Linked DNA regions of Mus musculus: region 2 is linked to region 1. Evidence: chromatin contacts called from public Micro-C data. All regions are on one chromosome and are shown on one strand. The core of a region is the stretch at or near the end of the contact, and the rest is flanking DNA. Distances in the headings are between cores, read along the strand shown. Region 1 has its middle 12 kb from the start of Gm14635. Region 2 has its middle 81 kb from the start of Gm14635.

Evidence for each region. A called contact is a pair of places that touch in the nucleus more often than the background predicts.
Region 2: a Micro-C map of muscle stem cells shows a contact between it and region 1, with 2.3 times the contacts expected there. The contact joins two enhancer-like sites. A contact is called at or near these places in 14 of 484 Hi-C or Micro-C datasets (the G1E-ER4 cell line, embryonic fibroblasts, embryonic stem cells and 5 more) and 1 of 115 datasets of contacts at active chromatin or transcription factors (embryonic fibroblasts).

What each region holds. Positions count from the first base shown.
Region 1 is chrX:12,365,591-12,368,349 of GRCm38.p6, reverse strand. No RefSeq gene overlaps it. Among named protein-coding and RNA genes, the nearest start is that of Gm14635, 12 kb to the right of the region's middle. Within about 2 kb of position 1,334, at least 4 of the 459 cell types and tissues checked have an H3K27ac peak or open chromatin away from gene starts, as enhancers often do. A contact at or near this core is called in muscle stem cells, where this site is marked.
Region 2 is chrX:12,434,920-12,437,678 of GRCm38.p6, reverse strand. No RefSeq gene overlaps it. Among named protein-coding and RNA genes, the nearest start is that of Gm14635, 81 kb to the right of the region's middle. Within about 2 kb of position 1,393, at least 6 of the 459 cell types and tissues checked have an H3K27ac peak or open chromatin away from gene starts, as enhancers often do. A contact at or near this core is called in muscle stem cells, where this site is marked.

The sequences.
Region 1 (2,759 bases), core at 85-2,584:
GTGGAACCTATAAGAGGTGGGATCTAGTGTGAAGAGGGCCTTTGACCATTGAGGATATTACCCTTGAAGAGAATTATAGGACCCCAGTTGCTTCCTATCTCTGTCAGTCTCAACCATGAGGCGAACCATACTCTACCCATTGTGACATGGCAACACTGGCCCAAAGCAATGTGGCAAATTGTTCACAAATTGAAACCCCCCAATGATGAAGGTCGAAATCAACCTTTCCTGTTTATAAGTTCATTATTTGGGGCATTTGTTACAGTAATAGAAAGCTGACCAACACAGGAGGCTGCTCAGACTCCTCCTCCCGGGAGCTGGAGTGAGTGGCGTGCGAGTCAGCCCAGGGAGGGAAGAAACTACAGAAGTCATACATGGAGATTCTCATGCCAACAGTCCAGCCTTTGAGACTAGATAGGAATTTGTGTTAATCTTCTTGAAAAGAGAGTAAGAATATTATGGAGAAGGAACAGAAGAGTAAATATGTGAATATATATATATATGTATATTCTGATTAACATATATGTTAATATAATATAATAATAAATTCTAATAATTTATATATATGTTAATTTATATATGCTATATATAACATTATATGTGTGATATATGTGTTATATATAACATATATACTATATATGTTATATATGCTATATATATATCAATATATGTTAAACACACATACACATACATATATATATATACATACACACACACACACACACACACACACATATATATATATATATATATATATATATATATATCAGAACACAAGGCTTGCTGCCAAGCCTGAGAACCTGAGTTCAATCTCTGAGTCCTACACGGTAGAAGAAAAGAGCTTACTCCCTGTCAGCTTATACCCTACATCCATGTGGGTGTGAGCTAATGTAATTTTAAAAACAAACTCAAACAAAAGAAGACTGCCAAAAGTGGCTTCCTCGCTCCTGCCATTGTAGCAGAGTTCTTCCTCCTAAATGGTAGTATCTCCCATCGCATACAGTCTTCATATATTACTATGACCTTACTACACCCCCATCAACATCTAGACTAAATGTCTCTATTTCTTAAACCTTGGTAGACCTCTGTGACCACCTCAACTAATAGCATATGCCAGAAGAGATGCTAGGTGATGTCCAAGGTTACAGCATGAGAGGAGATAGCTTCCATATGGCTCTCTGTCTTGGGACCACATGCTTTGAGAGCCCTGAGCCAACCTGTTAAAAACTCTGGCTTCCTCAGAAATTCCATGGCTGAGAGACCACACAGAGTAGCCACATTAGGGGTGAAGGCCGGGAAAGCCCCTACTTACTCTAGTTTCCAGCTGCTTGGGTCTATCCGGGCCAGATGGCAGATGTGTGAGTGAGCAAACTGGAAATTTTAATCCCAGCCTTCCAAGTCACAGTTATTTCTTTCTCTCACTGCCTTAGCAAGACACGTGACAAGAGAGCAGCTCAGGAAGAAGGGGAGTCTCCCAACCCCTGGCTTGAGAGGATGCATCTAGCATCGATCACAGCGGGGAAGGCGCAGTGGCAGAACATGAGCTGGCTGCATCACATGCAGTCGGGAGACAGAGAAACAGAATGTGAGTGTACAGGTGGCTGCCTCTTCTCCTTCTTGTATTGTTCAGGACCTCAGGCCTTGGGATCCTGCCACCTACATTCAGGATAGGTCTTCCCTTCTTGGTGGAATTTCTCTGGGAACATCCTCACAGACACACTCAGAGGTATGTCTTCTAGGTGATTCTAAATCCCACCTAGCTGGCACAGGAGAGACGGCTCTGAGGCTAAGGTCATCTTCTGCTCTTGAAGAAGATCCAGGTTCAGTTCCTGGTACTCACACAGCAGCTCACAATCATTTGTAACTTCGGTCCCAAGGGATCTGATGCCTTCTTCTGGTCTCTGAGGCTACCAGGTAAACGTGTGAGGCCCTGGATTCTATCTCAAGAATTGAAAAAAAAAAAAAAAAAGAAAAAAAAAGAAAGAAAGAAAAGAAAACGAAACAAACAGAGAGAGAAGAAAAGAGACAGGTAGATGACTTCAATTTCTTTAACCACACTGATTTAACATGAAAACAACTGGAGGAACTGTTTTGTTCTAGGGGAAAGCTGGAATTTGAACTCTTCATCATTCACTCCAACTGGCTCCATATCTAAAGTCCCAGACTGGTAAATAAGCTTTAAATATGTGCCTGCCTGTGTAAGGCAGTGACGTGCTCCTCCCAGTGTACCAGCTCACTTGAAGATTATGGCCCCTTGCCTGTCTTCCTGTAGATGAAGAGGTTACCAAACACTCACGTAAGGAGAAAAAGAACTTTCCGGAACCCAAGGAATGAAAAGAGATAGTGGTTTGCTTCAGGTTGGAGGAGTTCGTGAGTACAGCTATGAGGTGAGGAAGGGTTAGAGCACTATCTGTGGGAACCAAGAGGCATTTGTTAGTGAAACGTGGATTGCACGATATTCAGGAATGTCTCTCAGGGTCTGGTCTGCTGAGTCTACACTCCAGACCTACAGTCAGGCTGAGTCCACAGCTAAGGGATTACCTCAGAGACAGGCAGAAGGCCAGACATTCCTGCACTGGGGAGCAGTGGATGGGCCAACACACGTGCAAAAGGGCTTGTTCGTCTACATTCCAACTGAGTCCCCGCCCTTATGAAACTTCCTGTGTTTTTTTTTCCCGTGGAAAGAACACGGGCTCTGGAGTCAATCCACCCTTCAGCCGTCACCCACTGTGTTACCTTAAGCTGTCTGGGTCTCACAA
Region 2 (2,759 bases), core at 144-2,643, 69 kb before region 1:
TCCCTCTCTCCCTCCCCTCTCTCTCGCTAAACCTTTAGATTACATTCCTAAAGCTGGCCACCGAGGTTTTACTTCCTTGTGTGGCCACGTCCTTAGATCTAATTGACTAAAACTTCAAGGTTCAGCTATCAAAATTCATTATTTGGCTACACCTGTTAACCTGTCCAATCAGGGCTTACCCACTCACCCTAGCACAGACTCCCCTTTTCTCCTTAAACAACAACAACAGACCTGCAGAGACACCTGCTGCTATCTTTGCCCAATAAATACAGAATCAGAGCCCCACATTGCTCCTTCCAGGGTAATAAATCTTTGTGCTGAGAATTTGATGTCTGGGTGTGTTCTCCCAGTCCCTACAATGCCAATACCAAATCGGATTTCTAACTCTGACCGTGCTTCTTACCAGGTATGGGCTGTGGGGAGTTCTAAGCCTCTCTGCATGTCAGAGTCCTCAGATAACTAGCAAGGATAGCAGGCCCAGCAGCACACACCTACAGTTCCAGCCTGCAGGAGGTCAGGCAAGGATAGTGGGTTCAAAGCCAGTCTGGGCTACATAGTGAGACCTTGATTCAAAAACAAGCAAAAAAGATGGGGAGAGAGTGGGAGAGGAAGATGGAGTGTGAAAGAAAGAGGGACAAGGGGAAGAGGGATGGGAAAGAGAGAGAAGAAGGAAAGAGGGAGGGAGGGAAGGAGGAAGGAAGGAAGGAAGAAGGGAGGGAGGGAGGGAAGGAAGGAAGGAAGGAAGGAAGGAAGGAAGGAAGGTCGGTCTATGTTGCTGGGTTGTTGTGTGGAACTCCTGGAAAGAGCCCAGCACAGAGTCCATCACAGTGTAGGAAATCAAGGCCATCAATAGCCTGTTCCATTTTTGTTACAAGTGACAAAATCAATACATATTTCTGGTACTCTTTGTGCATATTTGATTCTGCCATAGAAATCAAGACAAGCGGGCCTGCTAAAAATTATCATCAATAAATATGTTAGTTACCTGGGAGAAATGTCAGACCTACATGAACACTGCTGGGGTGGAAGGGTCACGAGACTCCTGATAGACTTGAGGTACTAAATATATGACACACAAAATATTTACAAGGCACCAATTGTATTTAAGGCACCCGAGGCAGTAAATATTCATGATGAACTAATTATACATGTGCCACTCAATATCCACCCCCACCCCCACTGGTGACACTCATTCTACCCCCATGTGTCCTCTGCCCAAGAAGTACAGATAGCATCCCTGGCTGCTCCTCGGGGTGTTGGTATATGCTGCCATGACCACACAGCCTCAATCTGCATCTCTCCCACAGAGCTCATGTGTACGGTTGGTCACAGGCATCTTCCAAATGTCCGCTGACTTCAGACGTCAGCCCTGACGTCATTGACACGCTCAGTGGGGAGGCAAACAGCTGCAGCAGAGGGAAGCAGGGATTACATCCTGCCCCAGGATTCAGCCACTGTGTTTCTGCCTGCAGGTTCCCACCTCCGGTGTGTGAAGCTTTCAATCAGTTTTACCCACAGCTATTGAGGTTTTTCTCTCCTGGTTTGCAAAGCATTTCCCTTCTGGGCTTTCTAGGTTAGCTTGCCTGGGAGTGTCTTCAGAGGCCATTGTTGCATGGAGGTGAGTTCCCATGTGATAACTGAGTCACTGTGGAGAAGAAAACCCTGCTGCTGCCACCACGTCATTGTTCTGAACAAGTGAGGCATTGCAGTTAGAAGCAGGGAAGAGAGCCCTGGCACCCAGCAAGCCAGCTCGCGAACTCTGGGCTTGACGGGCTTCTCCACCACTATGGGGACTTGGAAAGAAGTCAAGGTGACCAAGAGCTGTGCGATGGTGCAGAGAATTGAAGAGTGGCAGCTGTGGATGGTGGCGAACTCATTCAAAACCTGCTGGAGGCGATGGCTTAAGCGCACTGTCAGTTTGCCTACTGTTGTATGAGACTTTTAATCCAGTCCAATAGTGTTGACAAAAAAAAAAAATCCCCAATTGGAAAGCTGTCCCCAAATGGAGAGGTTAACTAACCATGTGGTGAGTGCTAGCTAGGCTGTGGTCCAGGAGAGAGAGAGAGAGAGAGAGAGAGAGAGAGAGAGAGAGAGAGAGAGAGAGAGGAAGAAAAAAGAAAAGAGAAAAAAGTTCCTTAGAGATTTAACTTGACAAAGATTGCCTGCTCCCCCCCCCCTCTCTCTCTCTCTCACACACACACACACACACACACACACACACGGGCTTAGGGTATCTGATACTCACAGAAGGCCAAGAAATATAATTCTGCCATGTGTTTGGGAGACAGAAAGCTGAGAACCATTAGTGGAATCCTCTGATTTGATTTGTATAGAGACCTTGCTTGGATACATAGGAGGTGCCCAGACTAGATGTCAAGACCTAGAGCCCCTAGACCACTTTCAGAAGACCCTGCAAAGATTTCTGGACACATGAACATCTCTCACTGGGATACCCCCCCCCACTAGAGCATCATTCCAAACATGATGGGAAACAAGGCTGAGAAACAACCATCAAGAAGGTATGGTTTGGGTGGGTAGATGGCTCAGTGGGTAAGATTGCTTGTTGTGAGTACATGAGGACCTGAGTTTCGATCCCCAGCACCCATGTAAAAATCTGGGCATGGCTACACACACCTGCACCCAACCATGTGTCAGAGTGGAGATAGATAAAGAAGACCACTGCAGCTTGCTGGCCAGCCAAGTCTAAAAACAAAACAAAACAAAACAAAACAAACAGTGAGCTCATGGGTCAGGGAGAG